Linked DNA regions of Mus musculus: all the other regions are linked to region 2. Evidence: chromatin contacts called from public HiChIP or PLAC-seq and promoter capture Hi-C data. All regions are on one chromosome and are shown on one strand. The core of a region is the stretch at or near the end of the contact, and the rest is flanking DNA. Distances in the headings are between cores, read along the strand shown. Region 1 holds the start of Osbpl10 (oxysterol binding protein-like 10). Region 2 overlaps Gadl1 (glutamate decarboxylase-like 1). Region 3 holds the start of Gpd1l (glycerol-3-phosphate dehydrogenase 1-like). Region 4 holds the start of Cmtm7 (CKLF-like MARVEL transmembrane domain containing 7).

What was found. Promoter capture Hi-C pulls out the DNA fragments that hold promoters and counts their contacts. HiChIP or PLAC-seq counts read pairs in DNA pulled down with a chosen protein or histone mark.
Region 1: a contact with region 2 is called in an H3K4me3 HiChIP or PLAC-seq map of embryonic forebrain, with 10 times the contacts expected there. The contact joins the promoter of Osbpl10 here to the enhancer-like site in region 2. A contact is called at or near these places in 5 of 39 promoter capture datasets (the C10 cell line, cranial neural crest, hippocampal neurons and 1 more), 1 of 115 datasets of contacts at active chromatin or transcription factors (embryonic forebrain) and 2 of 9 other capture datasets (adipose tissue and embryonic stem cells).
Region 3: a promoter capture Hi-C map of cranial neural crest shows a contact between it and region 2. The contact joins the promoter of Gpd1l here to the enhancer-like site in region 2. A contact is called at or near these places in 3 of 39 promoter capture datasets (cranial neural crest, hippocampal neurons and pre-B cells), 4 of 115 datasets of contacts at active chromatin or transcription factors (astrocytes, embryonic forebrain, embryonic hindbrain and 1 more) and 1 of 9 other capture datasets (liver).
Region 4: a contact with region 2 is called in a promoter capture Hi-C map of second pharyngeal arch cranial neural crest, with 5 times the contacts expected there. The contact joins the promoter of Cmtm7 here to the enhancer-like site in region 2. A contact is called at or near these places in 5 of 39 promoter capture datasets (the 3T3-L1 cell line, cranial neural crest, hippocampal neurons and 1 more), 1 of 15 datasets of contacts at CTCF or cohesin (pro-B cells), 13 of 484 Hi-C or Micro-C datasets (cerebellar granule neurons, cerebellum, cerebral cortex and 5 more) and 3 of 115 datasets of contacts at active chromatin or transcription factors (astrocytes, embryonic forebrain and embryonic limb bud).

Annotation. Positions count from the first base shown.
Region 1 is chr9:114,977,129-114,979,828 of GRCm38.p6, forward strand. It overlaps Osbpl10 (oxysterol binding protein-like 10), which reads left to right and starts at 1,357. Exons shown (of 12, transcript NM_148958.3): 1 at 1,357-1,836. The coding sequence starts at 1,550.
Region 2 is chr9:116,031,491-116,034,190 of GRCm38.p6, forward strand. The region is part of intron 14 of Gadl1 (glutamate decarboxylase-like 1); the gene reads left to right. Among named protein-coding and RNA genes, the nearest start is that of Gm31014, 22 kb to the right of the region's middle. Within about 2 kb of position 1,406, at least 12 of the 459 cell types and tissues checked have an H3K27ac peak or open chromatin away from gene starts, as enhancers often do. A contact at or near this core is called in second pharyngeal arch cranial neural crest, where this site is marked.
Region 3 is chr9:114,932,673-114,935,372 of GRCm38.p6, forward strand. Gpd1l (glycerol-3-phosphate dehydrogenase 1-like) reads right to left here and starts at 1,315. Exons shown (of 8, transcript NM_175380.5): 1 at 999-1,315. The coding sequence starts at 1,045.
Region 4 is chr9:114,780,653-114,783,352 of GRCm38.p6, forward strand. It overlaps Cmtm7 (CKLF-like MARVEL transmembrane domain containing 7), which reads right to left and starts at 1,341. Exons shown (of 5, transcript NM_133978.2): 1 at 1,016-1,341. The coding sequence starts at 1,150. It overlaps Gm9888 (a long non-coding RNA gene), which reads left to right. Exons shown (of 3, transcript XR_003948087.1): 3 at 646-1,020.

The DNA.
Region 1 (2,700 bases), core at 107-2,606, 1.1 Mb before region 2:
TCCCTCTGCCTCCTCATCCTCTGCTGTGATTATAGGAGTAGACCCCCCCACCCAGCTTCAGTGTGGTTCTCGTATTTCTTCTTGCAAGGCTGTTTTACTTTTTCATAATATGTGGACACCTGGAATTCCTATTTACGTGGTGGCCATCTCTTACCATCACCTCTGAAGCATCTGCATGGGCGTCTCCAGAGCTGAACCCTCTGAAAACTTTCAGACAGGTGTGAAGCTGAAAGGACTTGGGGGCTGTGCTTGTGAGAATGGACTCTACCTAGCAATTAAAAAAAAATCTATCTATCTATCTATCTATCTATCTATCTATCTATCTATCTATCATCTATCCATCTATCGTGTGTGTATGTGTGTGTGTAAGGAGAGGTCCCAGCTTCTCAGAGTTCTAATTTTAGAAACAACCAGATTGCATTGAATATTTATATCCACAACGATAACTAGTGGGCTGGAGAGAGCCCGATATCTCTCTGCCTTTGCTAAAGAGCAAGACAGATTGAGAAGAACCCAGCGTGTGGGTGGGCAAAAGAAGTTTCTTGGCGGACAGTGAAGTGTGTGTATGTGAGTCTTCTCATTTGCCCTCTGGTTTGGGCCCCTCTGGCTCTCGGGTGTGCAGTATCCAGCGCAGTGACTCCTCACTCTTGTTTGTCTGTGCCCATCACCCCTGGGATCAGGGTGAAGTGAGCGTGTGAGGTCAGGAGAACGCTCACTGGAAGGCACCTAGTCCTAGCCTGGTATTCGCTGTGCATCCATCCGATCTCTGACTTGTGGAACCGGCCCCAGCTGACAGCCTGCTCACCTGGGAGAGTCACCTGCTGCCCCTTCCTTTCCGCTTTCAAACCCATGGGAGAGCCCCGAGGGCCTTGCTGCCCTGTTTCTAGGCTCCCTCAGTGAGGCTAATTTTCAGGTGACCGTGTACGTGCTTGGCCCAGGCTCCTGTGCGCCGACACACCGAGAGGGAGCGTGCTGGTGTCAGGGACCGGGCGGGTCCATATCCGGGTGTACCGGGTGGGTAGGACCGTCCCTCCCTCCAGGTCTCGAGGTGGGTTGGGGGTGGGGAGAAGGGCGTGCGGAGATTTCCCCGGTCAGGATCCAAGTGAGGGGGCAACAAAAGGCTAGGGTGAAGGGGGCCGATGTAGGGCGTGCCCACTCTGTCTGCCAGGCCCGCCCCAGGAGCATCCTTAGCCCGGGCTCCGAGCGACTGCAAGGTTCGAGGAGCTGGAGGAGGAGGAGGGACCTGGAGCCCCGAACTTGCCCGAGAAGTGGCTGGAGGGCGGGGCCGGGCCCTGGTCGAGGCGGGAGGAGGGGCGGCCGCAGCTGCAGCTAGCCCGGCTGGCTTCCTTCCCAGCCCTCTTTCCCTCCTCCTCTTCTTCCTCCTGTATGAGTCAGGCATTTCCCGGGGAATCAGAGCAGCCACGCGCGGCCCGGGAGCCCGGAGCTGTAGCGGCAGCGGCGGCGGCGGCGGCGGCGGCGGAGGAGGAGGAGGAGGCGGCGGCGGGGCTGCCACCGCGGCGGCCACCGGCTCCCCGGGCGCGCAGCGATCATGGAGAGGGCGGCCCAGAGCACAGACGGCGGCGGTGGCGGGGGCAGCAATAGCAGCAGCCGGAGCAGCAGCCGCGCCACTTCGGCGGGCTCCTCGCCCTCCTGCTCCCTGGCTGGCCGAGGGGTGGCCAGCCGCTCTGGGGCCGCGGGACTGGGCGGCGGGGGCAGCCGCAGCAGTCCCGGCTCGGTGGCGGCTAGCCCGTCCGGAGGAGGCGGCCGAAGGAGGGAGCCGGCGCTCGAGGGCGTGCTCAGCAAATACACCAACCTCCTCCAGGGCTGGCAAAGCAGGTAAGGAGTCCGCCGCTCGCGCCCCCGCGCGCTCCCCGGGTGTGGAACGTGGCGCCACCCGCGGCTGGGGACTGCCTGGACACCTCGTCCTTCCTGCACCCTGGCGGGCGCCGCAGCAGCGGGAGGGAGGCAGGAACCCTGGTTTTCCTTGGGTGCTGAAAGCTGGCAGAATCTGGAGTGGCGTCGGGTGCGCCCTAGGTAGTTCCGGTGTCCTACCTGCTGAGGGTCTCTCACACCCAAGAAGAAGGGTTGAGAGGGACCCGCAGAGAGGGAATGCTCGGTGCCGGGCGCAGAAAGCATTCGGCACTCGTTGTCCAGCACAGTTCTCCCCACTCCGTAGTTCCTGTTAAAGTACGATGTTTGAAATACAACAAGGAACCTGTCACTTGTCATCTTTGGAGTGTCCCGCTCCCAGGGTGTGCATATCCCTTCCCTAGTGGGTGGCTTAACAGCGCAGTTTGTTATTATTCCCCGTTCAGGTGCATGTGAAGTTTCTTTGCTTCCCTCTCAAAGTTGCCAAGCCTTGAATTGGGCGTGGTGGCAGATGCTTGTAATGCTAGGCACTTAAGAGACATGAGGCCAGTGGACTTGAGTTTGGGGCTAGCCTGGGCTACATAGTGAATTCCAGGCTAGTCGGAGCCACATCGGGAGAACTTGCCCCAAAAAAGAAGTTGGCAAGTCTAGTGATGGACAGACTTCTGGAAGGATCGGGATGTCAGAGAGTGGAGTTCTCAGCATACATGGGGTGATGAGGTGTGGACTTCTGTTGTATGGAAGGACTTAAGGATCAGGCACAACGGCCTCTGTCTGTCTGTCTCCCTTTCTCCCCCCTCATCCCCCCATGTGTGTTGTGTGTGTGTCTGT
Region 2 (2,700 bases), core at 156-2,655:
TCTGTGTTCTGGATTCTAAAAACATTTTTAATCAATGCTTATGATATTTGTGGTATATTCATAGGATCAGGGGATCCTTTGGTCCTCAGTGGTGGTTTGAATGAAAGTAGTTCCCATACGTTCATAAGGAATGTCATTGTTAGAAGATGTGGAAGTGTGTCACTAGGGGTAGACTTTGAGGGTTTCAGAAACTCAAGCCAGGCCCAGTGACTTACTCTCTCTCTCTGCTGCCTGCTGATTGGGATATAGAACTTTCAGCTATGTCTTCAGGACCATGTCTGTCTACAAACCGCCATGCTTCCTGTCATGATGATAATGGACTGAACCTCAGAGCCAGTAAGCCAGGCCCAATTAACTGTTGTCGTTTGTAACAGTTGCTGTAGTTGTGGTGTCTCCACACAGCAACAGGAACCCTAAGATTCTTTAACATTGTGGTGGGCCGGATCGATCTCTCTTGTATAGTATTTCTTCCCATGATCCTCTAGAAAAGCCCACAAAAGCAGGTCATGTCAGAGCCATGTGGCAAGCAATAATGTGTAGGCTATGGAGTGAACAAGCTACCTGAAGTTTCAAGGATTCTTAACCACAAGGGAGCATGCTGACCATCCAGAGACACCACTGCTAATATCCAACTGCCGTATTCCTCAGTGACATCACATCTAACTCCTTGCCTAGCCTGTGCCAATACCCAGTCAGCAACATCCCATTCTCTTTACCAAAACAGCCTGCACCATGCACCCAAGAGTCTTGGAGGAAAAAAAAAAATAGAGGATGCTGAGCCTGGATTTTCAACTGAAAAAAAAAAATGTGCTTGAAAGCATGTTCATAGGGCTTGAGGTCTCTCAATGGTAAAGGACTTGCCTGACATTCCCCTGTGGTTTCAAAGCCCTGAGTCCCAGCCCAGGCAATGTAAACAAACAAAGGTTTCACATGAAGCCATGGAGAGCTGACAGTGCACAAAAGGAGCCCGGCAACCCTCACTTTGTTTTTCCAGACAAAATCCTGCCTCTCCTCCAGCTTTCCAAGGACTGTGCAGCCTCCTTAGTCAACATTCCTTATCCCTTATCCCCACTGCGTATTGAAATTATACTTGGGAATTTCAGCCATGTGATGCACACATTTAGGAATTCGTGTGTTGGTACCTTTACAGCTAGACAACTCCCTCTCTCTGTATCTTTCCTCATGAGGCAAGCAAAGAAGACTCCATCCAAGTTCAAAAAAGCTCTCCCTGGCTTGCAATCCCTTTCCCCCTCTCACTGGAGAAAACACTAATTATTTAAACAGCTTTTGACAGTTGATAGCCCTTCAACTTGCCCTTTGAAGGAAAAGAAAAGGACTTACCAGGCAGGCAGCTGTAAACATTTACTGCGGGCTGGATGGGTTAAGCACTAGAGAGACAAATATCAAAAGAACTTGGTCTACGCCCTTGACAAGTTCATATGCAGGGATAGAGCAGGTTAAAAGGCCACCAGGAGTGAGGAAGATAAGCTCTGCTTGCAGCAAAAGCAGAGAGGGCAGACCTCTGCTTCATCGTGCAACCCTGGCGTGGAGCCTTAAGCAGCAGAGAGATGCCAGGGAGGGAAGAACTAAGAAAGAAATAGATCGCAAGAAAGCTCTGAGTGTGAAGACCATGAGAGTCAAGAGAACGGGCAAGCCCCAGGCTATAAAGGGGCAGTGATGGATGTGAGCATAGCCCACAGAGCTTGGCTTGTTTTTGTTTTTTGTTTTTTTTTCCATAAGCAAATTTAGAGGGAGAAAGCTTTCCATTGCCTGAGAGTTACAGACCAGTGTGGCCGTACCTGATGGTGTGACCTCTCCCTTGGTCATCTCTCTTTATCCATGACACATTTATGCCCCTGTACTGTAACACACTATATATGCCAACATAATGCTATCTCCTGTCAAACCTGAGACCAAGGAGAGTGGTGGGTAACTTTAATTCTAAGTTGATTAGATTAAAGAACACCTAAGGCATTGGTGGAATATATCTTTGGGTGTGTCTGTGAGGGTATTTCCAGAAAGTTCTACCCGCAGATGGAAGATCTGCCCTAAATATGAACAGCACCACTCTCTGGATAAGGGGTCCACACTGAATGCAAAGGGAAAAGTGGGCAGAGCCCTAGCTTCTGTATCTCTATCTTCTGAGTGTGGGTGCCATGTGAGAAGCCTGCTGCTGCGACCTCTGGTGAGCCAAAGAGTCCCTCCCTCTCTCAAATCATCGCCTGTCCCCAATTTGGACAGAAAGAGGGTGATTTTTGGGAGTCACGTGGCACCAGTGTCCTGGCTTTGCCATACAGTCACTTTCACTGCAACAAAGTCGTCAGGCCTTGAGATCTGGCTGGTGTTATGTCTCAGGATGTAAGTAGGTAAGAACTGTGAGGCTACCCAGCAGATGGTACCTGAGCTGCGAGGGAAAAAGGAACAATGTTTTGTGAGTCTGAGTGAGGATTAGAAGAGGATTTTTCACCTTGATTGATGGAGACGGAGGTTGTTGAGCGGAGCCTGAAGAGAAACCACTTCCAAGTTGAGAAAGATGGTCACAGGCCTGAAAAAATCATTTTTTGGTTGTTAAGAGAATTTACATAGAATGTCACATTTGTGTTTCTTTGATTCAGTGCCATGGCGCAGACAGAGATTAAGATAAGTAGACGGCTTCCTGGAATGAGTGAGTGTAGGATTGGTTGTGTCTGCCTTCTCCTT
Region 3 (2,700 bases), core at 65-2,564, 1.1 Mb before region 2:
ACTGAGGCCAACGCAAGGGTAGAGGCCAGCAATAGGAGGCCGGGGAGAGGCCACCGGTCCAGCCAGCTAAGGTTTCCTCCAAAAGTCCTTTCAGAGCCAAGTTTTCAAAGACCAGTCAGGTGGCTCCGACGACTCCAGAACAGTACCGCTTCTAGCAGCCTGAACTGTGGTGTGCGTCAGACCACAGGAAAACAGAAGGGGACAGAAGCCACGAGAATGGCCTTCAACTGTTCCACCCCTGGGCCGCGGGAAAAGTCTGGAACGCACCATACTCTGCCTCCTTCTCACGGAGACCCCCAACTTCTCCTGCGTTAAGGGCCACCAAGGTATGCAAACTACTGGAGGAGCTTCAAAGCCCTCTAAGCACCAAGCACTTTACAAGTTAAGTCAGAAAATACAGCCCAGTGGTGACGCGAAGCTCTGCAAACACCTTTCCCTGGGACCCTCACGTCCCGGTTGGGGGCTTGTTTTCTCTTCTCGGATACCACGTTAACATGATTGGGAACCACTCGCCAGAGGAAATGAGAACTGTCTCTTGAAGCCAGCACTGTCCCAGGTAGCAAGGACCCTTCTCACGCTCTGTGCCTCCGTTTCCCCAATCCCAAAACTGCAGTAAGGACAACTGAGCCTCTGCAAATTCCTCCACGGGGGTGATCGGCAGGGGAGAATAGAGAACGCCCTTGGGTTGTTTTGCCAAGTACCCGGGCGTGGCGAGCAGGTGGCCCTAACCGCAGGGTTACCAGTGCGCAAACAGGTGCCCGCGGGCGCGGTGCGCGCTACCACCCGGGCCACCTTGGCCCCGCACCTCGCGCTCTGGTTCCTCGGCGTGGCCTCTGTCCGTGCAGTGTCCAACCGGGACAGGCGGTCGCAGGCCCGCCTCTCTGCCTACCCGCGATGCCCTGGTGTCCACGCTGAAGCAGCGGGAGAGCAACCCTGGCCGGCCCGGAACCGGGGCTTCCTGGAGGCGGAGACCGCGCCGCCCACCCGCCTCTGCTCACCAGTTCCCCGAGCCCACGATGCACACTTTCAGAGGCGCCGCTGCCATGGCCAAGCCGGATCGCTGCTGCACAGCCTTCCTCTCAGGGCCAAGCCGGATCGCTGCTGCAAGTCGGATCGCTGCTGCAAGTCGGATCGCTGCAACACACACTGTGCCTCCCAGGCCGGCTGCTCACCTCCACAGGAACGGCCTAGTATAGGCGCTCCGGGCGACCCCGCCCCGCCCTCCTGTCCGCCAATGGCCACCGCCACCCTGCCTAGGCGCCTAGGGCCACAGCTGACAGCCCGGAGGACCCGCCCCACCACTCCCAGGAACCACTGCGCACGCCTGGTCCGGGTGGGTGGCCGGGTCAGCCTCCGGTGTCGCCCCACCCCTGCCCTAGGAATGTTGGGATGTGTAGTCCACCTCCCTGCGGGCTCCCTTTCAGTTCCAGGCGGGCCACGTGCAGGCCAATGTTATTGCGCAGACTGGAGCTCTGAGCTCCTGCTGCTGAGTGTCACTATCCTGGACAGAGCAAGCCCGACCCAACTTATACAAGTGTCACCTAATCGCAATTTGCGCAGGGACAACTATCACTTAAGGGTGGAGCCTAGACAGCCTAAGTAGTTGACTATGAATTCACCCAGATTTGGAGCCTGCGCCTGCTTTAACAACGGCTGTCAAATTCGTATAAACGGGACAAGTCCAGGCACCCCTGAATTTCCTAGCGAGCCTGGAGCTTTAAGTCTTCTGCCATTGATCTGGGAGTATCTACTCTACAAGGGTGGCGTCGTAGTTCAGTTGGTAGAGAACTAGATTGAACACAGGAAGTTCAAACACTAGCGCCTGGTGGCTCTGGCCTGTAATCACAGCACGTGGGAGACGGAGGGAGAATCTGGAGTCCCAGGTTATCCTTGGCCAAATAAAAATGGGAGGCCACCTTGTCGCAAACAAGTACCCTTGCATTTCAGGATGGAAAACTTGTCTACACAGGATCAAAGCAGAAACTTGAACTGTCCCCCTCATACGGTTACCCAAAGGGCATGCCCCTTTTCTCTCCCTGCCAGAGCTTCACAAAAAAGCCATCCAAACTGCTGTACTGCAATTGGGCACGCCGCGGCCGCGAAAAACAGAGATGGTGGAATGTGTTGTAATCTCAGCTTCAGGGAGGTAGAGACAGGACGATCGGCAGTTCAATGTCATCCTTAACTAGACAGTGAGTTTGAGGCTAACCTGGGTCACGTGAGCCCCTATCACAAAGCAAAAGCAAGAATGGAGAGTGCTAGCTCACTTAGCAAGGAAAGGTGTAACCCTAATGGAAGTCAGATCTCCAGGGCCCACGGAGGAAGGAGAGAATCGCACAGCCTCACAATAGTAAACAAACTTATTTTAATTAATTCATTTGTTGAGACAGAGTCTCACAGTGTAGCCCTGGATGGTCTAAAACATGCTAAAGACCAGGGTGGCCTCAAACTCACAAGAGGTCTGTCTGCCTCTCCCTCCCAAATGCTGGGATTAAAGGCAACTATCTGGATTAAATTAAATTCATTAAATTAATGTCTGGTTTAAAATAAATTTAATTTAAAAATAGAATAGGTTTATTTCTTGCACTCTAGAGGCAGAGGCAAATTAGTCTCTTTGAGTCAAGGCCAGCCTGGTCTACATAGCAAGTTCCAGGTCAGCCAAGGCCAAACAGTGGGATCATTTTAAAACACCAAGTCAAA
Region 4 (2,700 bases), core at 91-2,590, 1.3 Mb before region 2:
TCCCAATCTTGGTCCATTTAGGCACCCTTCTCAGGAGAGGCGGAACGTCTTCCTCCCACCTTTCTACACTCTAGGCATCCAAAATAACGGTTATGGAAGGCACAAAGCTCTGGCCCTGTACCAGCCCCGGGGGGGGGGGGTCGGGGAGGGGGGAGGCTGCTCCAGCTTCGCTGGCAGGTCCCAGCTTCCGGGTCTGTGACCTTGCACTGGGGTCCCTACATCTCTCCGCAGCTTTCTACAAACCACCACTCCCCTCTCCACCCATGATAAGTAGGGAATTCAAACGGCCCAGCCCAGTTTCAAAACACACCACACAAACAGAAAAGGTATTGTAGACGAGACATTTGCACAGAGGTTGAAAAACAAAAACGGGAGGGAAAAAAGAAGGGTGGGTAGAGAGCGAACAGGATCAGGCCTGGTAAACTTCTGGTCGGGCCAGAAGCTTTTGTGCAGCTCTGGTCACAGTAACAGCCGGCTGCTCGCCTTGCCCTGCCTGGCTCCAAGCGAGCACCAGAAGCCCCCTAGCCACAAGCCTGCCTAGTTAACCTAGTTAACTAGTTCTGCCTTCTGAGGCGCCTCGGAAGGCTGACAGGGCGCAGGGGACCTGGCGATGGTCTGAAAGGCGGCGCTTCTCCCGATCCCCAGCAGAGATTCGAAAGTCAAGCCGAGCCCTCTTGTCGCCGAGCTCTACCCTCTCGGGCGGGAGCCCGTGCGCGGCCTGGAGATGGCAGGGGATAGCAGGAGACTCTCCCTCCCCCAGCCCGGGTGCGAGACGTGCGGCCTGGAGAAGAGGAAGGAAGACGAGGAGGAACTCGCACCCCGGGTTTCGGTGGGGAAGTGAGCTGGGCCCGGTAGGGAGGCAGCTGGAGAAGTGAGGGGGCCAGGGATCCTGTCGGCTGTTCCCGGAACTTTCTAGGGGGACACTGGGGCATCAAAGGGGCGCGCGGTGCTCCCAAGGTCCGGGCCAGGTGCAGCCCCGTGTACGGGTCCCCAGGTTCCACTCCACTCTTCTTACCATCTGCGCCACTTTGAACAGGGCGCCGTGGGTGAGCGGGTACACCCGGTCCAGCAGTCCCTCCGAGGGCTGGCCTGGCCCCAGCGCGCCGCCGCTGCTGCACGTGGTCCGGACGAGCCCCGATCCATGAGACATCGCGCGACCCAGCCCGGGCTGGCCGCCTCCGAGGCCCGGGGACCTCTGGCCGGTGAAGCTGGGACGGGACGGGGCGGAGCCTCAGGGGCGGGGCGCACGGCTCCCTCTTCCCAGCTGCGGCCGGACCCGGAGAGGACTCGGGAGCAGATGCCCCGCAAGCCCCTGCCCTCTAGACACGCGGAAGTTGGACTGGCGTGGGCAGGAAACCGGACGCCTGGGGCCCTGGCCTCTCCCAGGAGCGCACCGCCCAGGTCACAGCTGGTGATGAGCCTCCAGGGATTTTTTGTGTGGGTGCGGCTGCTACTAGGTACTGACACGAGTAGGGGGAAATGCCCTGAGCATACCGTGCTGCGCTGTTCATTTCTGCTTCTGTGTGTGTGCACGGGGCACGCACCTGTGCCACCATCACCTACAGCAATAAAAACAGGTCCATCGCCTCAGGACCTTCCTCCCCCACCCTCCCACCATTCTGCTTTCTTTCTTATTATTTTTTTTTGTTGTTGTTATTTTTGCCTTTTTTTCTTTCTTTCTAAAAACATACTCTCTCTTGCCAGAGTTGGGTAGCACTTATTTTTAATTCCAGCACTAGGAAGGCAGAGGCAGGAGGATCTCTGTGAGTTCGAGGTCAACCTAGTCTACATAGTGAGCCCCAGGACAGCCAGGACTACACAGAGAGATCCTGCCTCAAAAACAAACAAAACAAACAAACAAGCCAGGCTCTCAGTGTGTACCACTGGCTAACCTGGAACTCCTGTATAAACCCAGCTAGCCTCAAACTCGCAGGTATTCTCCTTGCCTCTGCTTCCCGGGTGCTGGAATGATACCATACCCAACCGAGGTGACTCTAGGCACTGTCAAAGTCGACAGTTAAAGCTAATCAGGACACCACTCTCAGCATCGCAGTACATCTTTTTAAGTATGTATGTGTGTGTGTGTGTGTGTGTGTGTGTGTGTGTGTGTATACAGAGGCCAGTGGAGGATGTCTAGTGTCCTGCTCTGTCACTCTGTCTACCTTACTCTTCGGTGAAGAGAGATTCGTCTATCTCAGGACATAGAAAATGTCTGATAAAAGCAGCCTAAGAAAAGAGGAGAGATTCTTTTGTCTCATGATGGAATGTTTACTTTTCTTTTCCTGGTCTGTTATTGGACCTGGGGTGAATAGAAGTTTGTTTGTCTCAGTGTTAGAAGTCAAACAACACCAGGTTAGTCCTAATTTATGCTCCCTGCCCACACGCAGGGTTTCTCTGTATATTACTGGCTGTCCTGGAACTCACTCTGGAATCCAGGCTGGCCTCAAACTCAGAGATCTGTCTGCCTCTGCCTCCCCAGTACTGGGGTTAAAAGCGTGTGCCACTACTGCCTAAGACTTTTTTTTTTAAATAGATTCTTTGATTTTTTTTTTAACTTAGTGAATTTATTTTATGTGTATGGGTGTTCTGCCCACATCTAGCTCTGTGCGCCATGTGTGTGCCGGGTGCCTGCAGAAGCCAGAAGAAATTACAAAGCTGGAGTTACAGTTTTAAGTTGCCATGTGCAGGCTGGGAATTGAA